Regions from separate parts of the Rattus norvegicus genome. Here region 2 is linked to region 1. A link is a contact called in public Hi-C data. All regions are on one chromosome and are shown on one strand. The core of a region is the stretch at or near the end of the contact, and the rest is flanking DNA. Distances in the headings are between cores, read along the strand shown.

What was found. Hi-C and Micro-C count contacts between places; a contact is called where the count stands out from the background.
Region 2: a contact with region 1 is called in a Hi-C map of the A7r5 cell line, with 7 times the contacts expected there. The contact joins the promoter of Cfap126 here to the promoter of Dusp12 in region 1. A contact is called at or near these places in 8 of 12 Hi-C or Micro-C datasets (the A7r5 cell line, the Rat2 cell line, Schwann cells and 4 more).

What each region holds. Positions count from the first base shown.
Region 1 is chr13:85,661,161-85,668,853 of GRCr8, forward strand. It overlaps Dusp12 (dual specificity phosphatase 12), which reads right to left and starts at 2,847. Exons shown (of 6, transcript NM_022248.2): 1 at 2,489-2,847; 2 at 125-238. The coding sequence starts at 2,829.
Region 2 is chr13:86,053,412-86,060,931 of GRCr8, forward strand. It overlaps Cfap126 (cilia and flagella associated protein 126), which reads left to right and starts at 5,731. Exons shown (of 6, transcript NM_001109075.1): 1 at 5,731-5,926. Trnav-cac3 (transfer RNA valine (anticodon CAC) 3) reads left to right here and starts at 2,832; the gene lies at 2,832-2,904.

The DNA of each region.
Region 1 (7,693 bases), core at 1,597-4,096:
CACACACAGTATACATACATGCATATAGACACACACCATACACACACAAAATAACACACGCACGCACGCACGCACGCACGCACGCACGAACACACGCGTGGGACTGGGACTCCAAAGGACTCACTTAGCCTCTGGCTTGATGGTCTGGAGGTTTTCATAGGCTTTTTCAAAGGTAAGCTGTTCGGTCTTCATTATGAAAGCCGTCACTACAGCAACACTGCGGCTGACTCCTGCATGACTGAAAAAGAGACCTTCGAAATAAAATAGCAGATAGCAGCAGTTAAAAAGCAAGCCAGGCTGGGCACGGTGGCACACGCCTCTAATCCCAGCACTCGGGAGGCGGAGGCAGGCAGATCTCTGTGAGTTCAAGGCCAGCCTGGTTTACAGAGTTGAGTCCAGGATGGCCAGGGCTACGCAGAGAAACCCTGTCTCAATCAATCAACCAACAAATAAACTAAAAGACAAAGCCCAGCGACTGTTAGTGGTAACGTTTCGGTCCACCTCACTCCTTTCTGAGTCAGGACGATCTCCCGCCTCAGCCTCCTCGGTGCTGGAATTCCAGGTGCGGCGCCCTGTACCCAGCTCATTCCTATTTCCATTCAAATTAACCCACTGCCCCTTAAATACTGTCAACGCACAACATGAATCGATTATTTCCTTATTCCTTCTTAATTCCGAACAGTGTGGATGCATTAACTATTCTACAATGCCTGCCTTCAATGTTTTAACTGTTGCCATGGCGCCTCGGCTCTTGACTTCAAGTTGTTCCAGATCTGATTCCATACTTCTCATCACTACCTTCTGTCCTTGTGTAAATCTTTACAACTACTGGTACACAGGAAGTGTCCAACGAAGCAGTTCAGACGGACCCCAACAGGACTACCCTGGGATCCCCAAACACCTACTAAGATTTTCCTTCTTTTTTTCCCCCACACCAGTACTTAATAACTTTATTTGCATTGGCTCCTTCCACCTTGTGGAAGAGATGGGTGCAGGCAGCAGTTTGGCCATCGTGCGCCCTCTGGTGGGACTCAGGGGCAATGAACACAGTTGGCCACACAGGGCGTCAATCAATAGTCGAACACAGGGTTGTAGTGATCCTCACTCAGGTCTGTACCCCAGACCCAACTTCAGGTACCTGGGCTTCTTGGGGCGAAGCCCTGCACCTCTGACTCTCATACTCGACTGTGTTGGACACTTGATGTTCTGACGAACCTTGAAGGAGAGGCTAGAAGCACTCTTCTTCAACTCTAAGCACAAAAACCAGAATTAAAGTCAAAGCAGTAAGTAGCACATGCATAGAATACCAGCACTGGGGTTGGGGATTTAGCTCAGTGGTAGAGCGCTTGCCTAGGAAGCGCAAGGCCCTGGGTTCGGTCCCCAGCTCCAAAAACAAAAAACAAAAAACAAAAAAAGAATACCAGCACTGGGGGTGGATGCGGGAGGGTCCCAAGTTCAAGGACTGTCTAGACCGCACAGCAAAACTTCCATCCCAAAAACAAAACAACAAAAATATGGAGAGAAACATCACTCTAACTTTCCTCCACCTTTCCAAGAACCTGCCCCAAAGGCATTTTCTTAAGATCGGGGCTGTGTCATCATAGTAGCAGCATGTTTGCCTAACGTGCTATAAGCAGGACAAATTAATTCTCCGATCGATTTAGTCCGATACATCCTAAGACCACAATTCCAGAAAGGGCTTTGCCTATACACCCGAGGACGATCAATTCAGGACAGGCTGAGTTTCCTGGCTCATTTCCATAGCATTATGTCACACTCCTCTTGTCCAATCCCTTTTCTATACGACTGTCCAGTCTTAATTAGTCCCAGAATGTGAACGAACGGTTTTCCTTTGGTCCGTGCATGCTTCTCTAAACCTGCGAGTCACGTAAATCTTTGATTAAAACTGCCCGAGCATGGTGGCTCACTAAAGGTGTGCAGCACTGTGGACGCAGAGGCAGGAGGATATCTGTGCTTTTTGAAGCCAACCTGCTCGATATAGCGAGTTCCGGGCCTGCCAGATCTGTACAGTTAGACCTTGCCTCAAAAAACAAAAAGCCCCATGTTTTTCTCTTGTTTAGTGAGCTTTAGGACGAGGAAGAAAAGTATCACGTACTTTCACCCCTGTACTCCATTCACCAGAATGATTCTGACTTCTCTTACAAAGCTGCTAAACTTGATGAAATAATTGTAATGGTTAGTGATTAATGAACTAATCTGGTGAACCCCAAACTCCAAAAACACAGATAGGCAGATAGACCGATGGACGGATGGAAGGATGGATGCACAGACAATGGTTGCTGGAAAATGAAATCAAACAAAACCTTAACCAAGGGCGGGTTTACGAACTCTCCCTTGAGCCACAAACCCCAAGGGAAGATGAGGAAAGAGGGTTTGGGCTATGACAGCACCGCCCTCCACTTCTGGGCGCCTCAGCAGAGAGGCTAGACACGGGGTAAGGCACCGCCCCCCAGCCTGGGGCACTCACCAGTGCACCAACACCGCACGGCCTTCGGAGCGAGCCTGGCCGATGAAAGCCACGCACCGATCCAAGTGACTGAGCAGGTCGGTCTCGGGTTTGTCCAGCGCGGGCACGAAGAGGCTCTGGAGACCTTCGAAACCAGCCCCGGCCGGGAAAGCCGGTTCCGAGTCCACCGTCAGCACGGCGGTGATGCCCGCCTCCCTCAGGTAGTCCGGTCCAGCCACTGCCGCCGCCCCACCCAGATACAGCCCGGGCCGCACTTCCACCGCGTGCCCTGCCGAGCTGGCGGGGCTGGTAGTCGGAGCCTGACGCTCGCAGCCATGGTTAGAGCTCTGTACTTCCAACATGGCGGCGCCAGGAAGCCAAGCAGCCTCTGCCCGCCACCAAGTCACCGGCTAGAGTAACCAGCTCCGGTGTCGGACTAACTCCAGCCGCTCGGTAGCGCCATGGGAGGACCACGGCAATAGGGAAAATGACTGATTCTGGGGAAGGTGATGTGAGGCTTGCTGGGACTGTGTGCTAAGTAAGCTCCTTTTAGAGCAGCCTTTCCACCCAAGCCTCTAAAGTCCAAGGCAGAAAATGAAGTCTCCATTCATCCATTACTGGTGGGTTCGCAAACTTGTACAGTCACTATGGAAATCAGCTCGGAAGTTCCTCAGGAGGATGGGAATCTACCTCAAGATAGACACTTGCCCAACCATGTTGTCCATTGATGCTTCCTAATCAGAAATCGGAAACCTAGATGTGTCACAACAGAAGATTGGATAAAGAAAATGTGGTGCGTTTTACACCATAAGGTGTTACTCAACCATTAAAAAAAAGAAGAAGAAGAAGAAGAAGAAGAAGAAGAAGAAGAAGAAGAAGAAGAAGAAGAAGAAGAAGAAGAAGAAGAAGAAGAAATTCACAGGTAAATGGATAAAGCTAGGGGGAAAAAAATCACTCTGAGTGAGGACCCAGAAAGACAAATCTGGTATGTATAAGTTTATATGTGGATATTAGCTGTTAGGTCAATGATAACCAAGCTGCAATATATAGAACCTCAGAGCTTAAGTACAGAGCTTAAGTACAGACCAGGGAGGAAAGATAGATCTCCCTAGGAAAGGTAAATAGAATAATAGATAGTTATGCTGGATTGAGGGGCGGCTAGAACAGAAGGATCCAATGGGAAAGGGAAGAGAAAAGCAGGGACAGACAGCTAAAATTAAGGGGGGGGGCATGAAAACCTAATATGGTAGAGCTTCCTAAAATAAACATATATGAAGGCAATCTAAATGAAATGTCCAAATAATGGGGGAGACAGACTCTCCAACTGGACATCTCTTGTCACCAAATGAAGCTTCCAGTGTCAGGATTGGTCGACATCTAATTGAGTTGTTGGTCAATGGAGTCTCATGGAACCCACCCTCACCCCCACCCCAAACCCACTCAAACTGTTGCCAAGACCTTAGGCTGCTCTCCACCAACTGATGGCAAGACCCCAATCCTGAAGACAACACCTACATAACTCACTAGACATGGAGAAGCTGAACTTCTTCCTTCAGAGAGCCTTCACCCACATATACGAGTGTCTTTGGTGCAGGAAGGTACTCCACACGCTACCAAAGGAGAAATCTGAACACCAGCCCAGCCTCAAACCCTTTGATCTACAATGGTGTCCTGCCTGCAAGATACGCTAGTGCAATGGTGGCAGGAACCAGCCAGTATCTGATCTGATTTAAAACCCACTACACGAGATAGAACCCATACTGAACTTTGCTTGGGTACCAAGAACCATGATCCTAGATCGCTGTACTGGTTTGAATATGCTTAGCCCATGGGAAGTGACACTATTAGGAGCTGTGGCCTTGTTGGAGGAAGTGCGTCACTGTGGAGGTGGGCTTTGAGAGCCCCTAGTGTTCAAGCTCTGCCCATGCAGAAGAGTCGCTCCTTCAGGATGCCTGTGAAGAATAGCTGCTGCTCCTCTAGGTTCCTCCAGCACGTCTGCCTGGAAGCTGCCGTGCTTCCAACATGATAACGGACTGAACCTCTGAAACTGTAAGCCAGCCCCCAATTAAATGTTTGCCTTTATATTGTAAGGCTCAAAGTGAGTCTTCACTTCCCCTCAAGTGAGACAGGAGAACAGAGTTAGATGCAAACACAAGAGGTTTATTTTTTTGTCGTGTTGGGGTCGACCTTCAATCAGCCCCTCATGGCCAGTGACTAGAAGGTGACCCCGAATGGCTATAACAAGCAGTTTTCATACTTTTTAGGGGTACAAGTGAAAAGTAGTTTTAAGGTTGCCCCACTAGACGAAAGTTTAGAGCAGAAGAAAGAAACTGGTCAGGCCTTGGAACTGCAATTACACCAGCCGGTTCAGCAACTCTCTCACAGGAACTAGCTGACCATAAAGTTAAATTAAAATCTTAAAGAACTCGGGTTGGGGATTTAGCTCAGCGGTAGAGCGCTTGCCTAGGAAGCGCAAGGCCCTGGGTTCGGTCCCCAGCTCCGAAAAAAAAGAAAAGAAAAAAAAAAAAAAAAAAGAACAATCTTGAGAAACAGGAAGCTTCTCCCAGGAACTGGCGGACCATAAAGTTAAAAAATCTTGAGAAACAGGAAGCTTCTCCTTGTGATTTTTCACTGCATTCTCAACATTTTTCAATGACGCCCTCCCTACCCCCTTGGGTTGTGGTTTCTTCCTTTAAATACCTCTTCTCCCAGCCACTCTGGGTCAAACTCCTCTGTCTCTGTGTAGGATACAAGTCTCGACCCTAGTGCACTGGTTCCTATCAATAAATCTCGTGTTTTTACAGCAAGAACAGTCTTACGTGAGTTCTTGGGGGGTCGCATCATACCGAGACTTGAGTGAGGGTCTCCCTGCTTCGGGGATCTTTCACAGGTTACATCAGCAAGGTTATAGTTTAAATTTATTGGCTAAGCATATTGACCTTTGAATCCATTGGCTAGCAAGCATATGACATGCATTCGAACTCTATCTGGGATCAGAGGGTCAGGTGACTATCAGTCAGTACATCCTGTGGTTTTTCAAGAATGTCCCTGCTCCTCCTGAGAACTTCAGGTGGAGAATGGAACTTGGCCTAGCCTTACCCAAGTCAGGAAGCTGGTACTTGGCCTAATCTTGTCCTGAGGCAGTGGGTGTAAGGCTGGCGAAAGCCCCTAGGTTCCTTCACATGAACCCCATAACTTTCTACCAGGCCAATTCTCTTAATAGCTCTTATACTTCAGTAAGAACTAGGGTCCTTCAATATGAGTTGCCTTAGTCATGGTATCTCTTTACAGCAATAAAACCCTAACTAAGACAATAGCCCAGGGACCTAAGGTAAAACAAAATACTTGAGAGAGAGAGAGAGAGAGAGAGAGAGAGAGAGAGAGAGAGAGAGACATAATGACATTCTGCTATACTCATACATCAGTGCCTTGTCCAGTCATCCTCAGAGACGCTTCCTCCTGCAGCAGATGGGAACAAATACAGAGACCCACAAGCTAGACATTATGCAGAGAGTGAGAGACCTCAGAACACTCAGCCCTAAGTAGGATGTCTTCATCAAATCCCTTCCCTCAGGGCTCCAGGACCCTGCAGAAAAGGAGGCAGGAAGAATGTAAGAACTAGAGGGGATTTAGGACAGCAAGAAAAAGTCCTTCTAAAGATGGCAGGATCGACGCACATATGAACTCACAGGAACCCAGGCAGTGTGCACAGGCATGCACAGGTCTGCACCAGATAGGATCCTAGAGCTGAAAAGAGAAGTGGAAACATGCCCATCCCTTACCCAGAAGAGGTCTCAAACTGATAACTGTCAGCTCCAAAAGAAACTCTACTTCCCTAAATTCCAAAAGGAGGAAGGGACAAAAGACTAGCTGTGGTGCCGATTAGCATACCAAAGGGCATGCTGGCCTCCAGGCTCCCCACAGGTACCTGTCACACATTCCAGAGTCTGTGTAAGCATCCTAACCCTTCTCACCTCCTCCCCAACCCTAAACATCCCCAACTCAAGGGCTTTCCTTTCCCTAGCTGCTCTTTCTCCTTATAACCTTGCTCTTTTGGTCCCTCTCCCTTTCCCTCTCCCTCTCCCTCTCCCTCTCCCTCTCCCTCTTCCCTCTCCCCCTTCCCTCTCCTCTCCTCTCCCTCTCCGTCTGTCCCACTCCTTCCCTTCTTTTTGCTCTCCTCCGTGTTATCACGTTCCGCTCCATCCCTTCAACCCCACCTCCATACAACTCACACCACCAGTGTCTTTACTGTGCCCCCTCACATGCGCCTTAAGTTACTCTAAGGAGTGAAGGGAAAAATGTATGCTTTCAGCTCGGTGTGGTGCCACACCTGCAATCCTAGCACTTGGAGGCAGGAGGATCAGAAGTTCAAGATTCGAGGGAGGACATGAATAGATAGATATTCCTCCAAAGAAAATACACTGAAGGCAGTAAAAGCCGAGGAAGATGCTCAGCATTGCTAGTCACTAGGAGAGCCACCCACCGTGCCAAGACAGGATCCCATGCATGAGATCAGCTACCATAAAAGACATAAATAATGAGGGCGTGAAGAAACTGGACTCTTCTGCTGTTGGGAGCAGCCTCAAGATGGTGGAAGCAGCCTTCATGTTAAAAAGCAATTGTATTTTAGTCTTAGGTTAGATCAAAAGCAATAGCCTTAGGTGAGGTGAAAGCAGCCATACCTAAGCCTGCACCTGCAGTTCTGCTTGAATTCAATAGATAGAATAAATCTGGTTGTCAGGTCGCTTAGCACTGGTGGTCAGGTCACTAAGCAACCCACCCTAATGTTCCCCCTGCTGGCCAATTTACCCAGCCAATATCCTGGTCATTGAGCCAGGCCCATTCTTTGGCGGTTACCTAACCCCTCCCCACATCTTGCTTCTACCAGTATATCTTCTGCCTGAGAAAAATGAAAATCTGTCAATTTGATTAGACTTGTTGACTTGCCGTCCGTTCTTTGCATCTCTTGTCCCCCATTCTCTCCTGGGTGGACCCCAGACCCTGGTTGACTGCCCTGCAGGTCGGGCATTGTGCATTGCTGCAGGCAGTGTAAAATGAGAAGCCTCTGTGGGAAATGGAACAAAATTAAAAATGAAATTGGAATCCAGTGCAGAATTGAAGATAGAGCCCCAAAGAAATGTACGGTTGATGTCCATACGCAGGTGAGGGCTGGCCCAAGTTAAGGCGAGGCCTGTGATTGGACAGTGAGAAAGGGGGCGGGGACAG
Region 2 (7,520 bases), core at 4,481-6,980, 400 kb after region 1:
TCTTTTTTTCAGAGCTGGGGACCGAACCCAGGGCCTTGCGCTTCCTAGGTAAGCGCTCTACCACTGAGCTAAATCCCCAGCCCCTCCAACATAGATTTTAATCCAAGGTGGAGACAAATCAGGAAGATCGCCTGCTAGTGTTTAGCCTCTCTTAGATGGCTCTTGGCACACAAATGCAATCCTAGCGTTTGGGATGCAGCGGTAGTAGAATCATGAGTTCTAGGCCAGCTTTGGCTACCTATCAAGTTGGAGGCTAGCCTAGACTTCATGAGGCCTCATCTCAGAAACACTAACACAAGCAAAAATATTGAAACCGATCCTGAAAAGTTTTCTCAGAGTGCACTAAGGAACAGCATTCATTATAAACTGGGCATGGCAGTGAACACCTTTGGCCCTAGCACACGGGAGACAGAATCAAGTGAATGTCTGTGAGTTCAAAGCCAGCCTGGTCTACAAAGAGAGATCCAGGACAGCCAATGCTACACAGAGAAACTCTGTCTTGAAAACTAAAACCAACCCAACCAACCAACCAAAACATTCATTATGTCTTCCTGGTGGTCTGGTGTCTAGGGTTCGTCACTGTCACCATGGTGGCCTTTAATTCTTGGTTAGGGCATTTTGATTTTACTTCTAGTCAATATTGTAACTGCCAGACACCCCACAATCCTCTGCTCTATTTGTCAAACAATCTGAAGTCATGTTGCCGACTGTGGGTCAAGGTCAATCTGGTCAGGGACCCTGATGCTTTTCAGAGCCTTTCTTTTGCTTAACTCATTGTAGTTCATCTCACATATAAAGTACATTACTGGATAGAAATGTGTCCTCTTTCTTTGGTCTCTTCTCTGTCTTTCTTTTTTTTCTCTCTGACCTAATGAATTGAGAAAGACTCCATTCCTAAAATATGTTAATAACTAAAGTATATCGATTGAACCTTGTAATTGGGCCACCTGAGAAGAGATAGCTGTGGAGACAGCACTGGCGCTGGAAAAACTACTTGTGTGATCTGAATCTCTGCAATACAGCTGCTCTTAGAGCCCAGTGAACACGGAGCAAATAAATACACCCACTCTTAAAGGCCCAAGTACGTGGAAGGGAGGGAGGGAAGGAGGGAAGAGTGGAAATTTCTGGTTGTGTCATGTGATGCAGATTCACATGATGATTTGCTGAAGCAAGACCTGTCAAAGGACAGTGCTGTTTGGAGATAGTGTAACTAGGACTCACCAGACACTCCCAGGACACTTGCAGAGGACCTCTATCCTACTGAAACTATATATGTCAATCCAACCTTTCAAAATGACTTTTTTTTTCCTATGTGTTTCTCTATGAAGCCCTGGCTGTCCTGGAACCTGCTCTGTAGACCAGGCTGGCCACCAACTCAAAAATCTGCCTGTACCTGCCTCCTGGGTGCTGGGATTAGAGTTATGTGCTACCATCTGGCTCTGTAGTGATCTCTAAAGTGTAAATGTTTCCAACAGACTAGGATCAGCATGTGCTGGAACAAGATTCCCTGAGGAAGCATTTCCCTAAAAGTAGCTTAGCATGATGAGTTCTTTAGTGTTGGCCCAGCACCGGCTGGGAAACACCTGAGGTCCTTTCACATTTTACACAGCCTCCCACAGTCAGTTCTTCCCTGCAACTCTCTCACCACCACTTCCAACTCAGCCTCCCTCCCTTCTTACTCATCCTTTAACCGTGACTCCCTACTCCAGATTCTCATTTCCTTTCTCCTCCCATCTTAGCGTAGCCGAATCAAATGTACTCATCCACAGACTTTCACTTTTATAATAAGTAGGGCAGCACAAATGCCCGCCGGTCTCAAAAGTTTTGCTGCAGAAACAAAAAACCCAAAAGTGTCCCATTGCGTCTTACGGCTATTTTACTTCGTTTTTATTTTTTGAGATGTAGGAAGGACTCTTTCTCTCCAGTTGCCATGGCCGGGGAAGTCATTGCTCCTGGAGATATAGTAGACATTGATACTGCCTTACAAAAGGGTCTGGAGATCTCTCTCATTCACCTTGGCCTAGCACTGGAATTCACGAAACTACCAAAGCCCTAGACAAGCACCGAGTCTGTCCTTGGAACATGCACCCAGTTGTGAAGAGCTTGTGAATGTCGAGTTGGAGGAAGACCTTCGTGCCAAGCACCAAACAGACCTAAGGCTGATGAGGAGAAACCAGGGGAGCAGGCAGGCCTCTGCAAAACCGACCCGGCGAGAAACCAGATAAAGCAGTTAATGTAGCTGTGCAGTAGTTAAGTACTAAGATCAAGGATGTCACCGAACAGTACCTCATTTGCAGGAAATGAACGAATAAACATTTTAACTCATTAAAAACAAACAAAAAACTGAACGAGAAAGCCTGAAAACACCATTTGCATTAGATTCAGGACAAGCATAAAGTGTTTTTTCATTGTTTCAGGCCTGAACTTGCCTCCTCCCTGCCCGGGCCATCACTTGGGTCGGTGGTCTCCTCCTGCCTGATGACTGCTCGGTTTTTCTCCAGTCGCGCGCGCCGCACAGCAGATGCTGGGCGCCAGGTGGTGCCCTAGACACGTCAGCCAAGCAATTCCTGGAGACCCACGGGATCTGGAAAACTGCACCTATTGGTGTTGACGGAAGCCTGGCGCTCTTCCCGAGGCCTCTGAGTCTTAACTTTGCTGGCAGTTTTCTTTGGAGGCACTGTCTAGTCTCCATGCGTGAGTATCATTTAACAGCTTCAGAGAGGAACCTGTTTGATTCTAGGTGTTAGTTGACGGAGTAAAGTTAAAGAATGGGAGCCAGAAAAGAAACAATTCACTTTAAGTACAGTTTATATAAGCGCAGTAGACAGCTAGTTTCCGTAGTGTAGTGGTTATCACGTTCGCCTCACACGCGAAAGGTCCCCGGTTCGAAACCGGGCGGAAACAGCTACTTCCTACTTTTTGTAGGAGGTACCTATTATTATACTCTTTTCAATCCTATTGAAGGATCTAAAAGATTTTACCGCTAGAATCCACAAAAGGATCTGATCGAATTACAGTGAGATCCCACGCCCTCTTGGGTCCCACGGAGGGATGGAACAGCACAGTTACAAACGACGGGAGAGTGGCGGGGGTGAACAGGTCCTCCCAGAGCAATGACGCTTGGGATGGATTTTGTTTCTGCAGCAAGAGATCCGCAGTTATTTTTGTTGTCCTTCTTTTGTTGCCTTTGTTCAGCTTCTGCCAGAAGGCACTGCGGACACATTGAAAGCCAGAAACCGCTGCTCAGTGCGTGGAGTCGTCAGTTCATACTTCTGCCCCCGGAAGGGCTCTGATCTTTTCAGCAGGGATTGCCTCGCGTCAGTCCCTCCTCTCCAGAGTTTATAACCTGTATTGAGATCTATCCCGCCACCCCCTACCCCGTGATGATCTTTTATCTTGCTTTATAATGCGGTAGCATTACCCTTCATACAGCAGAGAAACTATTATTTACACCCGTCTTGGCTGTGGTTGGTTTTACTATTTGTTTTAAGATGTCAACCATCCAGTTCTCAGACATGACAATCGTTCTCCCTCTCTCCCACTTCACAGTCTCTTGCCATGAGGAATCTTAAGGTCCTTGATCCTAAGTCGCTTCGAAACAATATATTTTCTCTTTATTAAAAAAATTATTTAAAAAAATTATTTTCCACCAGGCAGTGGTAGCTCACACCTTTAATCCCAACACTGGGGGGGGGGGGGGGCTGTGGCAGGCAGAACTCTTGAGTTCTATAGAGTGAGTTTCGGGGCAGCCAGGGCTACACAGAGAAACTCTGTCTCAAAAATTACAATAATACTAATAATGTTTATGGGGAAAATATTTTCCATGGCTAGAGAGAGATGGCAGTCTACAAAGTGCTTGCTCCCTAAGCATGGAAACCTAAGTTCAGATTCCCAACCTTGACTAAGAAAGCCAGAACTCTCCGCCGTGAGCTCCAGTACCGTTGCCTCAGCAAGCAACCCGAGCCTCTGTCTGCTGCATGCTCTTTGCTCCTTTATTTGGAAACCTCACCCAGGAGGACAGCGTGCCTCCAACTTTGGACTGGGAACTTTGGCTGCCTCAACAACACTTCCATAGTCCCTTTATTTTATTTATTCTTAAAGCATATGGTGTTTTGCCTGCATATATGTCTGTGTACCACATGCAATATAGTGCACGCGCTCAGAGGCCAGAAGAAGGCATTGGGTCCTCTGAAACTGGAGCTAAAGACACTGGAGCTGTCGTGTGCTGGGGACAGAACCTAGTCCCCTGGAAGGGTATCCTGTGCTTTTTTTCTTTTTAAGACACATTTTGTAGCTCTGACCAGCCTGGAAATTACTGAATATGACAGGATGGCCTCAAATTCACAGAGATCTTCTTGCTTCTGCCTCCTCAATGTTGGGATTAAAGGTATCTGTTACTCTACCTGGATAATTCTTAACTTCGCTCAATTTATACTTACTGAATTCACTCATCCAAAACTGAAGGACGATATAGAACACAGGGTCTCATACTGTACTCCATGCTGGCCCTGCCTCAGCCACCTGAGTTTGTTGTTGTTGTTGTTGTTGTTTTAATTTTTATTTAATGCCAAGTATATGATGGCCTATTCTTAACTCCAGAGCACAGAGTGAAAACCACATCCTGGGACTCAGAGAGAAGTAAGCACTGTACTGTTGAGTCTGACCATTATCCTGAGTTCCACTAAGGATGGATGAGGACAGAGCTGCGATCTGACCTTGACCATAAATCATACACTAACCTCTAACTGTTAGACACTGACCTTGACCCATAGTGTTAGGCAAAACACCCCCTCCCAACCTATCCATGTATTAAGCCATGAATAGGTTGCCTCATACAGTACTGTAGATGGGATATGGTTTATGGATAATTGTTTGTGTGCTAGAAGATGGTCCTCAGTGTGGCTGCGTTAGAAGCATTAAGAAGTAGCCCTGATGAGGTTAGTGTTTAAGAGTACTGGTGTCTTCCAGAGGATCTCAGCACCCACAGGGAAGCTATCCTACCCCCTCTTCTGACCTCCCTAACACCAGGCACCCAGTTCGGTGCACAGACATACACATGCGGGCAAAACATCCATAGACATAAAAATAAATTAAAAATAAAAGTAGGGGGCTGGAGAGATGGCTCGGCGGTTAAGAGCACTGACTGCTCTTCCAGAGGTCCTGAGTTCAAATCCCAGCAACTACATGGTGGCTCACAACCATCTGTAATGGGACCTGATGTCCTCTTCTAGTGTGTCTGAAACAGCTACAGTGTACTCATATACATTAAATAAATCAATCTCAAAAAAAAAGTAGGGCATAATAAGTAAGCTACATCATGTATGTATTTCTCAAGATAAAGTTGCTATTTAAAAAAAAAAAAAAGTCTGGCCCCTGAATTCCCTCTCGATCTCTGGCTCTCCACGTATGTCTCCTGTATCACCATGAAGTCCTCACCAGAGAACTAACACACGAGAGCGCCTGATACTGGATCTTTGGCCTAAATAATCTTCGTTTTGTACCTATTACGGTATTTTCTTATATTAACAGAGGTGTACTAATACACATAACGTGGAGCACACACCTTGAGATGGAAGATTTACTGAGGCTGGTTTATGCAAATGAACCGGTCTAACAAGAGGAAAGCAAATTAGCGGTTGCAACCACTGGTTATAAAGGGAGCCAACCGAAAACAGAGGGGCGTTGTCTGTAGTGGTGGCTTCCCAGACAAGTTTGGGGCTGGCCTAGGTTGCAAAGCGTTTCTTGACAGCACTTTGAGACCAAAATGCGGGACTTGAGGATTTGCAGGCCACTGGGCTCATCCCCAGCATCCGGTTCCTTCTCCGGGACGCAGCCTGTTCGGCCTTGTCCCCTGTGCACCTCCCAACCCCCCGCCGCCTTCACGCCGGGTCCCACGGTCCCAGTAGAGCTTTCCGGGTAATCAGGCGTGAGTCACCGTAAAAGGGGGGGGGGGGGGGGGGTTGCGCGCTGAGCTCATTTCTGGACAGTGGGACCGGATGTGACTCTCGGGCGCCACGCACTTGCGGGAGGAGAGCAGAGCAGAGAAAGGGCAGGACCTCTCTGCGACAGAGGCTGTGGCCAAGGGACTCTGAAAACCTCCACAAGCGAAATGGATACTTTCCCTTTCCTTCCAACAGAGTTCCCGTCGCTCCAGCCTAATCCTTTTTTGAGGGGAGAGGGGGTTACGAGACAGGGTTTTTCTGTGTAGCCATGTAGATCAGGCTTCTAACTCAGAGATCCACCTGCCTCGGCCTCCTGAGCTGTGTGATTGCTGTGGTGCACATCCCCCCCATCCCCACCCCCAATCCCTGGCCTCGCTCAACAGTTTAGCAGTTAACTTAGGAAGGTTATCTTTCATTAAGTAACTTACAGAATCTTCAATTCACTAATGGGAACTCTGAAATCATAATTGCTCGTTTTACATTTCCTTTGTAGCAGATTAATTTGTAGTGCCATCAAATCCTTGTAATCACCTTAGGAGATAACCACCATCATCAAAATGTTATACATTAAGAAAAGTATAGGCGTGCATGTGACCCCATCCTATTAGGTGATGGGACCTAGGTCCAAACCCTGGCCATTTACATCGATGTCCACAAATTCCTTTTTACGTCAGAATATCATTTAAAACAGCGGTTCTCAACTTGTAGATCAAGACACCTTCGGAGGTCCAATAACCCTTTCATAGGGGTCGCATATCAGATATCCTGAATATCAAATATCCATTTACATCGTGATTTATAGCAGTAGCAAAATCACAGTTATGAAGTAGCAATGTAAATAATTTGATAGCCCAGAGTCACCACAGCATGAGGATCTGTATTAAAGGGTTGCAGCATTAGGAAGGTTGAGAACCGCCGCCCTCGTCTACGGCCATACCACCCTGAACGCGCCTGATCTCGGAAGGTTGAGAACCACTGACTTAAAATCTGTTCTACAGAGCCAGTGGACACCTTTAATCCTAGCACTTGGGAAGCAGAGGAAGGTGGAGCTCTGAGTTCAAGGCCAACCTGGTCTATATAATGAATTCCAAGACAGTCAGAGTTATGGGGGTGGGTGGGTGGGTGAAGGGGGGAATTGAAGTGGGGGGATTGTACCACTACAATCACAGCATTCAGGAGGCTGAGGCAGGTGGATCTCTGAGTTCAAGACCTGATCTACAGAACTACATAAAGAAACCCTATCTCAAAAAAAAAAAAAAAAAAAAAAAAAAAAAAAAAAAAAAAAAGAAAGAAAGAAAGAAGGAAGGAAAATAAACAAAAGAACTGTAAATAGTGTAGAGAGAATTTTGAAATTCTGGTTTATTTAGGCAACACAGAAATATTGTTAAGAGTATGTTTTCATTTTAATCCCAGGCCTGGGATATGGAGCTTCAGACTGTCCACAGCTGCTGACTATGCTTTGTCTCATGCTCTAGCAGGAGCGTGTTTTTGCCAGCTGCAGATACTTTCTGCAATTGTGTGACATTTAGAATTCTGGGGACTTTTCAGAGTGTGTATAAATGGTAGGTCCCCAAGTGG